2 separate regions of the Gossypium arboreum genome follow, and region 1 is linked to region 2. The links are chromatin contacts, called in public Hi-C maps. All regions are on one chromosome and are shown on one strand. Each heading gives the region's core, a stretch centred on a gene start, on an enhancer-like site or on the middle of the called end of the contact. The rest is flanking DNA. Distances are from core to core; before and after follow the strand shown.

The links. Hi-C and Micro-C count contacts between places; a contact is called where the count stands out from the background.
Region 1: a contact with region 2 is called in a Hi-C map of leaf, with 1.6 times the contacts expected there. The contact joins the promoter of LOC108485411 here to the enhancer-like site in region 2. A contact is called at or near these places in 3 of 5 Hi-C or Micro-C datasets (all in leaf).

What each region holds. Positions count from the first base shown.
Region 1 is chr6:124,563,140-124,569,622 of ASM2569848v2, forward strand. It overlaps LOC108485411 (GATA transcription factor 21-like), which reads left to right and starts at 4,055. Exons shown (of 3, transcript XM_017789244.2): 1 at 4,055-4,524; 2 at 4,614-4,976; 3 at 5,096-5,682. The coding sequence starts at 4,339. The coding sequence ends at 5,443.
Region 2 is chr6:124,514,526-124,520,445 of ASM2569848v2, forward strand. No RefSeq gene overlaps it. Among protein-coding and RNA genes, the nearest start is that of LOC128294208, 4.5 kb to the left of the region's middle. Within about 2 kb of position 3,871, at least 1 of the 2 cell types and tissues checked has an H3K27ac peak or open chromatin away from gene starts, as enhancers often do. A contact at or near this core is called in leaf, where this site is marked.

The sequences.
Region 1 (6,483 bases), core at 2,805-5,304, 49 kb after region 2:
GGAGGCGGTCAGTTGGGTACATGACTTGTGTATGACATGACTTTACTAGAAACAAAGAAATTCATAGCTCAATTAAATATTTAACGATTTCCTCTCATTGACATTGTGTGGATTGATAAATGTAGAACATGACCATGGGGTACTTGTTCATGAATGAACAATTTATCACAGTTATTATTTGACAGTGATCATATTAATCATTAAAAAGAAAAAAAATAGTAACAATGATATAAAATAGGATTGTATTGAGTGAACGGATTCAACTTAAAGGAATCAATGACATCATATGAGGGTAACAGACACATGACGAGATCGTTGGAAAAAACAGTTGGATGAATTGTTTTCGTAAAGTGTATACTATAAAGAGTTTTCAATCATGATACTTCTTGTGGACTAACTCCATGATTAAATAAATTGCGAATTATCGAAACTGACGCTTCTGGACATAATTGAAATTCCTCGAGCCTAATTGTATAGGTCTGTTGGTCCTTTCGCTAGCTCAACAAAAGCTCTATTGGATTGCATTTGAATTAGAAGAAAATTTTATGACTTTGTCAATAATTTAATCAAGTCGATTTATTCAATGATGAATTAAATTAGGTTGTCGTGAGATTTTGTTCAACTACAGAATTTAATTAAAGAATTTTCTTGAAAATTAATTTGGAAAATCTTAATATTTTGGAAAAATTAATTTTGATCAAGTAAAATTAAATTAATCAAATTAATTAAAATAAATATGATATTTTTGGAAATTAACTTTCAAGTTAAACAATTGGGTCAATGGGTAATTGAACTTAAAAATTGGAACAGAGAACCAAAAATCGAGACCGAGACCCAAAATTGGTTAAACTGGGCCCAGTTATGAAACTGGGCCGACGGTTCAATTAGTGGCTGGAACGGACTGGTCAGGTCATCACTGGCTCGGATTGAAACATCGTACTAGTCAGGCATGTAAATGCCTAGTCGATGGCGTCCCACTCGTGGAAGCAAGTTGTTCGAACAGCCAGCTAGGGTTTTTAGCCAACCCCATCAGTAGCACTAAGCCAGACTTACGAATGCCTAGTCGAAGGATGCTGCACCCCATGTGGTTGGTCGTGCGAACGACCAACCAACCCATGACCAACCTGGGTTGGTACCTGTCGATTGGGGAAAATGGGAGGCTGGGCCGAGTCAATCAAGACTATTCAGGAAAAAATGACAATGGTTCGGGGTGTCGGAAGGAAGTTGTGTCGGCGATGGCACCATGAGGCATGAAGACTACGATAGCGATGATCCGACGACTGATAGATGGTCGGTGATTGTGGTTATTCGACAATAGAGCCGTGTAAAAATTATAATCCTTATAGGACCCTACCGAATAACTTGACTTCAAATTAACTTTTCTAAAAATAATATTATTTTAATAAATTTAATATTTATCTTGATTGTTTTATTAATTTAATATTAATGTGAGTAATTTCAATCCTAGTTGAACTCTCTCTAAACTTTCCCTATATAAAGAGAGCCTGTATCATTATTCTCACACATTTGAATTCAAGAAGAGTTGTAGAGAGAAAAATCTCTGAAAAAACTATTCCAGAAAATTTCTAGAGATTTTTTTGTTATTTACAACTTGACCCCAAAAGTTTAGAGAAATTGTAAAATTGCTTCATTGGTAATTTTTTGAAAAAAAGTTTTTGATTCGAAGCGAGTCCACATTTAATAGACGTGAGCTTGAGGTTAGCGAAGAAGACCACTTGGTCAAAGCATTCATCCTAGATGAATAAAAAAGGTACGAATTTTGATTAAATGTTTATTACTTCAGATAACAAAACCAAGTTCTTACTTTGGAAAAAAATTAAAACTCTAATTTTTCCTTTAAACCTATTTTCCGCTGCATTTTCCAAACCCAATCTTCCAACAAGAAGGCCATGTGGTACATTGAAGTAGAAGAAATCAAATTAGCTAAAATAAAAATTGAACAAGTGGATAAAATCCAGAATAAGGATAAACCATATCATCTAAATGGGGAAATGGACAGAATTAGTTACAAAAATGATAGTAAGGACACAAAAGATTAACAATCTCCGAGAAAGAAGCGAGATTAGAATTCCTTCTATTCGAAGTTTGAATAGTGGATATCCTACAATGGGATGCTTTTCACAAGATGGGGTTTACAGAATCAAATTGACTTAAGGATTGAAGGGTGCATCAAAGATAAAACTCCAACACCTTTCTAACCTTTTTTTTTCCTTTTTATAGATTTCACCAACCATCATTTCAGACCAACCTTCAAAAATTGGCCTTAACAATTATATAAAATGTTGACCTAAAACAGTTGCTAAGCAACAAGTTTAGTATTAATAAACGTAACAGGAGAAGTTGGCATTTTGCAAGCACTGCGAAAATACAAAGTAAATAGGGGACAACAAAGTTTGTTTACTCAATTACATTTTTCTACATCTGTAAAGCCTAGCTCAATGAGAAGTATTCACTATCTTCAGACACTTATAACCAGTTGTTTTAAACTTATCACACCTTAGTGAAAATTTCCTTACTGTTGTACCTTTGAAGATTAGAACTTTCACTACTAAATTCTCCCTCTGAGAACTTAACTTGTAAAACCACAACACATAGGTTTTACAATCAAATCCACTCTTACAAGATAATGTTCCTCACTTGAGTAGATTAAGCGCTTTCAATAAAAGTACATCAACCTATACATGTCTCTTAATCATATAGTGTTTTCGAGACCTGCTAACATAATGTAGATCAATCACAGTCCTTTCTAAAATGTAGCTAAAATAGCTTAATAATAATAATAATAATAATAATAATAATAATAATAATAATAATAATAAAGGTAACATAGATGTAGTTTGATCCAATCCAACTTCCTCAATGCAATGGATTAAATAGACTTGATCCGATCTAATTCTTCAAATAGGTTTCCTCCAAGTAATATGATCTTCATTGATGAGCTAAATATAATCCACAATCTTAGCTCAACTTAAAGATATGGTTCAATAAATTATCAATCTTCTAATATGACAAATTGCTAATTGTTGCAGTAATAAAAGAAGTGGGCACTTCCTCAAATATATCTCAACAACTCTAAATATTTCAAAGATAGAACTATCTTGGTTGCTTAACTAGCCTAAATATTTTGTTTTCTTTTTCTCAATTTTAACAAATGATATACAAATGATATATGGCCAGCTGCCTGCCTTCTAATATATATCTAAACGTTTCCTAGGTGAAAGGGAAATGTGTATGTATAGTTATATGTAAAAATGAAATTATATAAGGAGCATGATATCGTCAGTGGTGAAAGAACATGTATTAATTCTAAGATTCATGATTATGGCAATTGGCAAAGTTGTGGGGTGCTGCATTTGTCTCTTGCCTGAACAATGCATTGAATGTTTTTTGGCAAGACTAAGGTAGTGAAGAATGGAGATATATCACATGTATACATATATGTCTTTCTCATGAAAACTGTAGCCCTTCTCTTCTAGTACTCATATTTATGTATGCACCGCATGCTCCAATTTTCCTTATATAAAATATTCCCTCATATAGAACTATATATATCTGAAGATATAATGCTCTTTGTATTCTCTGACTGTATCATGCGTCACCATATCTGTCATCTTACTAGCAAATTCTAGGTATATACTAGAAAAGAAAAGGTTTAACCAATTTAATCCTATGGTTCACCATAATGCTAATTTACAGTTTAATAAAGATTCATAGAGAAATTAAATTATATTGTGTTATTATAATACTAGAAATTAAGATTAGAATTTGTGTGAAGATGATCAGATTTTTGGGTCAATAAATTATATATATTGTATATAGTACTAACTAACATGAAGGTCACAATCTGTGAGAAGATCACAATTGGGATCAATTTTTGTTTTATATGTTTAAATTAATGAAATATTATATGAATAATTTGTGTGGCTATCATGAAATATTGAAAGAAGTCTATCTTTTCTGTTCTTTCGAAATGACATCAAAAGGTGAGTAAAAAATTCCTGCAGATAGGGTTTTTTTAAATTTATTATTATTCCTTTAAATATTTCTGAATAGGATGGAGCAGTAGCCTAGCATTCCATACTTCTCCTTTTATTTCCTTTTTGTCTTTTTTAAACATGTTGGTTCTGGTCTCTCATATATATCAAATCACGTGAACCTGTTATTTCTTTGCTCTCCCTCTCTCTCTAAAGTGGTTTACCCTTCAATAGCATAATACCCCTCCTTTTTTTCTTTGCCTTTTTTTTTTTCGATCCTCCACCTTTACTGGACAACACCAACAACATATCATTGCTGTTCATCACCTGATCTCTCTCCCTAATGTCTTCTAGTAATTGCTATTCATCCCTTTATCCTTTTCCTTTTGACCTTAACGAAGATGATCAACACCAACACCACCACCTTTTTACCTTTAAATCTCAACCTTCTTCCTCTTCTTCTTCCTCAACTGTTCATCACCTAGGAGCAGGTTCTTGTCAAAGGGAACCCCAGGAGTTTCAAGATCAGGTGATATTATAATTACCACTTCACTCTTTTATTTTATTAAAATTTAATGTGATGATCACTTAGGGTTATGATATGATCATTTTGTTTAGGCTAAGATATATGTTTCAAAAGATGGGGCATTGGAGAACAGTGACTGCGGACTCAAGTTATCATTATGGAAAAAAGAAGAAAGGGTCGAAAGTGATCATCACCATGAGGACAGTTCTACTAAGTGGATGCCTTCAAAGCTGAGGATTTTGAGGAAGATGATGAGTTCCCATCACACCGATTTATCGAAAAGCTCTTCGCCGAAAATCGAAGACCAGAAGCTTCAGAATCAGCCCTCACCATCTCCAGATAACAGCTGCAACTCTTCCTACAATAATGATATCAACAACAATCCAAGTAGGGTTTGTGCTGATTGCAACACAACTAAGACTCCTCTTTGGAGGAGTGGCCCTAGAGGTCCCAAGGTATAGTTGAATTTCCACTCGTTTCTAATCAATACCCTATACAATTGCTACATAACTTTTGAGATAATTAATTGACTTTTTTTTTTTTTTCTGTTTTTCACCTTTTGGTCGCACTGCAGTCTCTTTGCAACGCCTGCGGAATTCGACAAAGAAAAGCGAGACGAGCAATGGCTGCAGCGGCAGCGGCAACAGCGTCCAATGGAACTATTGTTGCAACTGAGACAACGACAAGCATGAAGAATAAGGTTCAAAACAAGGCCAAGAGATCAAGTAATGGTTGTGTTGCAACGTTAAAGAACAAAAAGTGCAAACTCAGTTCCCAATCCCAAGGTAGAAACAAGCTTTGTTTTGAGGACTTGAGGATAATATTGAGCAAGAGCTCGGCTTTTCATGGAGTTTTCCCTCAGGATGAGAAAGAAGCCGCGATCCTACTGATGGCCTTATCATATGGACTTGTTCATGGTTGAATTTCTCAAAGTCGCTAGCCTAGCTTTTATGTTGTTGGTTTTATTCTTAATTAGCTTTAATAATAATGTTATAGTAACTGAGTTTGTATGTCTGAGTTTCAAGGAAATTAAGATATGAAATTGGTGTGAGGGAAACAAAAAACAGCAATGTTTGGAGCTTGAATCTTTTATATTAAATTATATATATATATTATGTTGTGAACTTCATAATAAATTACATTTCAAGGCTTTTATTTCCACATCTCTCTCCCTCTCGTTGGTTTCATTATTATTTATCATACAACTTTTAAGGATTAGAGTTCAAAAATCAATAAACCGTCAAGAGTACTTAATAAATAATTATTAGATTTTGGCCATGAAAGAGTCAACTTGTAGGGTCACGCGAAGAACCATTTTCCAGTTATACAGTTTTTTTCATTGTTATTGTATACAAATAGAATGATATGAATAGCAATTTAGGAAGAAAACAGTAAAGGTCTGATAATGGGGTTTTGCAGAGGAACTTTATTCATGGATAATGGTGATGAATCAAAGGGTAGCCAAGCTAGAGTTAGCAGCTTTGGGGGTTTTCTATGGTCATGTTGGACGATCTAGAAGTCTCTCAGAAGACAGTAGGTGTTTTGTCTTAGACATTGTCTTCATCATGCCATATTAAATAATTAAAATAACAAAAACAACTGGATTTGTACCGGATATTGGAGACTGAGATCTGCCATTATCTGGTGGATACAGCTGGTCGCTGGTATTAGTAAATTTAGTGACTATGAAACTACAGTTTTGTTTGACCTCATGTTGAATCCATGATGCTAGCTCTTTTTTTTTTTAAAAAGACACTCTAGCCATTTGGATTGCACTTATGAATTATATTTTATATTTAATATAGGGTTTGTTTGCTTTTTATTAATGGATTTTAGGTTTAAATGTTTAATTATGTAACATGCAGTATGTATATATGCATGCTTAAGTTGCATGAAATGTGTAACATAGATAAATGTATGATTAGTATGATGTGAATAAATTATATATTAAGGTTTAAGTGT
Region 2 (5,920 bases), core at 2,621-5,120:
ATAATAACGTAATTTAATAATATAAAAATATAAAAAGTTCGATAAAGCTTGTATGCGTTCGAGTCAAGTATTATTAAGCTCAAATTCAGCTTAATCGATAACTTTAGCTCAGTTTGTTAATTGCCAAATTAAGTTTAAATTTTTTAAATTAAACTCAAATAACTTGTGAGCACTAATATTTCATTTACACTATTAGATAGAATTCATAAAATTCAGTGTGCTTTCTATAATGGGTCTGCCCAATAACTCGATTGGACCTCAGTCCAACAAGGACCTTGAAAATACAAAATATTTGTGTTAAAAATAATGGATGGGAATTCAACCAGTCCATAACTAAATGGACAGTTACACTAACAAACCATAAATAAGACAAAAAAACACCCACGGTAAATTAGGCGATGACATATCAAAATAATTTTTAAAATTAAATTCAATTACCTTTGATTTTTATAATATAATATATAAAATTATACATTATTAATTTATCAGATATTAATCCTAACATAAAATATTGATTTAATTTCTAAATTTTCCTTTAAATATATTCAATTTTTTACTTTAGTATTTAATTTTTTCTCAATTTAGTACATAAAGTATGTCTTCATTATAAATTTTAGTTCATTTTTATAGACATTGAATAATATTATATTCAATTATAAAGCTTCATTATAATTTTTAGTTCATTTTTATAGACATTGAATAATATTATATTCAATTATAAAGCCTTTATGTAAAAAATAAATATTTTCTTTTACTAAATATATATACACATTAAAAAATTATAATATATAAATAAATATATAAAAATCAAATATATATAAAATCTAGAAAAATAAAATTTATAGAAATAAAATTTACAAAAAAACTATAACTGAAAATAAATTAGTTGAAAATAAATTGTAAACATTTTTAATTTTTAAATTTTATATATTATTTTTACTTTTTAAAATTTAAAATTTAAAATTATATATTTTATAATTTTATAAAAATATTTTTAAAATTTTTACAATTTTAGTCAATATAATATATATAATATTTGAAAAAATAAAAAGACACGTAGTGTATTCTAATAGTGCCATGTGGCCAATCAATCAAAACACATTTGACTTTAACCGATTGTTGACCGGGTGTTGACCAGCATTGATCGAGCGTTGACCGGTCACGTGGTACTATTAAAATACACCACGTATCATTTTTTTAGAATATTATATATATTATATTTATTAAAATGTACAAAAAAACATATATAATATAAAAACGTTTTAAATAATTTTTATAAAATTATAAATTATAAATTATATAATTTTAAATTTTAAAAATCAAAATAATATATAAAAATTGAAAAATGTTACAAAAATTAAAAAAGGTATTTAAATTTCAAGCAATTGAAAAAAATCAAAATTAAATAAATTTTTAGAATTTTAGAATTATATGTTTTAGAATTTTATAAAAAATATTTTAAACTTCAAAAAAATTACAAATTTTTTATAATTTTTACAACTTTTTTTACATTTTGTAATAATATTAATAATTTAACTAATTTATTTTTAATTATCGTATTTTTTAAATTTTATTTTATAAACTTTTATAGTTTATATTCTTTTTCTAGATTATATATATTTATGATTTTTTATATATTTATTTTTATTTTTCAATTTTTAATGTGTATAGATATTTAATAAAATAAACTATTTTACATAAGATGTCATGTTGGATTTTGCGATTGATTATAATATTTTTAATATTTGTCAAAAATAAATTAAAAAATATAAGTGAGAGATACTTTAAGTATTAAATTGGGAAGTGATTAATACTTTAGGTATTAAATTGGAAAAAAATAGATACCAAAAGAGAGAATGAGTATATTTAAAGAGTAAAATTGTGAATTTAGCTACCGATTATTTTGTGATTGTATTGTTGAAACTGTGGATAACCTTGGTTAATGCAGTTTTTTCTTCCAAAAATAGTTTCTAGTAAAATTATAAATGTATTTCTGTTTAATTTAATAATGTTAAAAGAAAAATCCTTATCATGTTGTCATTTTTTATATATAACTGGATATCGGATGAGAATGTAAGAAAACCAATGCTCTTGTACACGTTTTCTCTCGTACAAAAGTAAAATGGTCCTTTTTTTCCCCTTATTAACAGCAGAGAAATGGTCCCTTTTTTTTTTTTTTTTCTTATTATCAGTAGTTTTTATTTTTATTTTTATAAGATAAAAGTACCATAAAACTCCCTGGACTATACTCTAGATTGCAATTTAGTTTATCTATTGAAAAAATAGATAAATTAATCCCTATACATTAGATGAGTGAGCAAAACAACCCCTCCATTAAAATAGCACCGTTAAATGTTTGTTTTGCTGTTTATATATAAGGTATAATAATAAATTTAGCCCTCAACCTTTACATAAATTTGACCCTACTCTCTTTTATTGGAAGTAAATTAGAAATTTTTAAACTCATAAGGCTAAAAAGGTCAAAAAGACCTTAATAGCAAATTAAAAATCAATTAAATCTTTTAAAGAATAGAAGTTATTAAAAATCATAAAAATTATAAACAAAAGTTATAAATTTTTCTTATTAAAAATTACAATATCAACCTAATAAAAGAGTAGGGTCAATTTTTTAAAACCTTATAACCATTATATTTTAATGGGACATTATTGTTATTTTCTAATAAAAATTATAATTTATAATCTCTTTTAATAATTTTAAAATGCTAGAAGGTCTTAATTCAATTTTTTTAAAATTTCCTATCAAGGCTTTTTGAACCTTTAGCTTTATCAGTTTACAAAATTTCTAATTTATTTCCAATAAAAGAGTAAGAGTCAAATTGAATAAATATGTAACAATTGAGGGCTAACATGTTTAATTATTAACGTCGTTAAAATTCTTTTATTAAATTTAGAGTGATTATCACATGTCCACCGAGTTTTTTTAATTATAAAATGTTACACTAGTGAATTTAACAAGGTTAATAATTGAACTTAAATTTTAAATCTAAAAAGTTTAGGAACTAAATTTTTAGAAATAAAAATAGATGGACTAATTTTCAAATGTTTAAAGAGTACAAAGACTTAGAAAATCTTATTATTTTTCTTTTTTTTAACCATACTCTTTTTAACTCTATTTATGAAATTTACAAAGTGCACTAATATAAAATATAACAAAATCTGGAATTAAAAAAATCTCAAAATCTATATAGTATAAAATATCAATATGTTAAAACTTGTATAGATATAAAAATATGAGATAAGTACATGACGAGGATATATATATACGCACACATTAGGGTTTGGGTGATGAAAAATTTGCAGCGACCATAAGTTATGTAGGGAAGAGGATCGGAGCTATGGGCATTGGGGGGTAAAATGAAAGAGTGGTGAAAGGGGCGACGGATGGATGGGGCCGTAGCAGCTCGTTGAAATCAACCCATGCTTGGACATACCCTTCCCATTACTGACACCCATTTCACCATCAATTTTAACGTCCCCATCCATGTCTCTCCCACCTCTTTCTTTTTAACTCTTGAAACCATTTGCTATACGAGTGATTAACAACCTGCCTACGTAGCCTGCTTCTTCATCGTATATATTATACCCCCTTTTAATATATAATTTTCTCTCTCAATTTAATCACCAATATTATGGTTTAGATTTTAATTAAGTGGTTTAACATTAGCAATTATTAAAATACTCTTGCCGTTGTGCTGTCCAATCTTGTCTTAGTCAAACCTACACGCAATTATTTTTCTCCAAAATATATGTATATATTGTGTTGAAATCAGAACAGGAGTAGTACCGAAAAGACCATAGTACGACCTCGAATGCCCTTTTCTAAGGACTGAGATTACTCTCCCACCATCAATTCAGTACATAGGATAAATAAATAGATAAAAGGAAAATGTAAGACAGACACATGGTTGTGACAGTATCAGGTAAATTCCAACATCCGACAACATCTGATTGACAAAACACTCAAACACGCCTAGTCTAGTTATAACATATCAAAGGAACATTAATGAACAGAGTTCTTCACGGGCGGTAGAACTGGTAATCTGGTACCGGCAAATATAAGGAAATGGAAGAATTTTTAGAATAATCCTATGTATCTCTTTCGAATCCAACCAAAAGATAATACTTCTGACTTATGGTGATACACTTCAGATCTGAAACACGAGGAGAGAGTGTGTATGTTTTTTTTATTGGTAATAAATGCTTTTACTATACAGACTACAGTTTTTCGTTTTTTATTTTAGAGAGAGAAACCATTGTGTGTTCATGTGATGATGTGGTATGCTTAGATAGATTTTTGAACGGGAAGGTGGTAAAAACATGGAGAGAGGACCCAAATTCGTTAGAATTAAATAACAGTTAAAATTTTGTCTATCTAAGCGACCAAACTAATAATCCCACTGTCTCATATGTTGCTTTTAACATCGAGCTTTTTCTTTTGTGTTGTTCCTTTCTTCCCTCAGCTTTTTCTTTATGTATATAATCCGCTATTTTACCCCAAATCACCCAAAATTTTTAATTATTTATGTAAATGATCTTGGTTAAAAAATAATCACCTAAATGGTCTGAAATAGATATTAAAATTAAGTAGGGAAACTAAATGACCGGCATTAGTATTTTTTCAAACACAATCATTGCCTGAAGATTATGTCAAGTGCTAAAAAAATAATTTTTTGGGTTTTGGGGACTAGTTGACCATCGCCATTGTATATTTTTTTCACCTTTTTCACCTCGTACCATACTGGTATACGTTTATACTAATATTTAAAAACAAAATTTGGGGTGCTGGCACACTAATGGCTGGCACCCCTTTTAAAATTAATTTTTTTTGAGTGCTGGGACACTGATGGCCTACACCTTTGTACTAGATTTAAAAAAAATTGGAACTTCCTGCACTTGCAACTCCTGTTTCGCAGGTCAATTGCGTACGACCTGGGTGGAAGACCCAAGCGACAGTCGATGTACTCTTGAACCCAAAAAGTCTCAAAGTCACGTGAATACAGTTCTATGTTCATCGTCTGCACCCTTCGAGCGTTTACTGCCATGGCCTTTCGAACGGCCTCAACGTACATGTGCCCAGCCTCTATCTGCTTTTCTTGTCTTAGCTCTATCATTGGCATCAATGTGGTCAACCTATAGAATGTTGCCTAAAAAATAGTAGAAAATTGGCAGATGACGTGTACGCCTCAAGACTAAGTTAATCACCTCTACGAGGTTGGTCGTCATTTTTGGGGTAACGATGTCATCTAAGCTTCAAGCCTTACGAACCTTTGCCTAAACCTGAGCGGTTCTAACTCATAGCCCGCGTATGCAATTTCGAACCAATATTTTAAAAAATTACAAAGTTATAAATTTAGAAAAAAATTAAAAATTAAAAACTGATAAATCTTGAAAAAAAAAATACAAACAGATCCTAAAAATAAAATATGAACAAATCAATTTTGGAACAGTATTTTTTACCCATGTTCACGATTTCTCTGCGCCATTCTTTATTCTTATAATTTTTGTGGAAGTTTGCCGTGATGTGTCAGATGTAATAAACGGACCTCTAAGGAACCTTTGAATGCCTTATCGCAACAAGTAGTCCTTTTGATTTGTCTGAGATGAGGCAAATGTTGTCTTGTCTGACAACATGCCTCCGCGGATTTCTCAAGAAAAATTCTCACGACTCAAAGGTCTCACCCTCCACGATGGCGAAAGCGTTAGGAGGTACATTTTGGTTGCTATCATGTGCAACCACAATTAGAAGTATTTGTGTGTATTTACTGTGGAGCCAGGTTCCGTCCACCTACACCAACGATTTACAGTGAAGGAAGACCCTAACACATGGCTCGAACGTCCAAAACAATCGGTGGAAAACTTGTTTCCTCAGTTCTATCTCGTAGTCCGAGCCTCTATACGA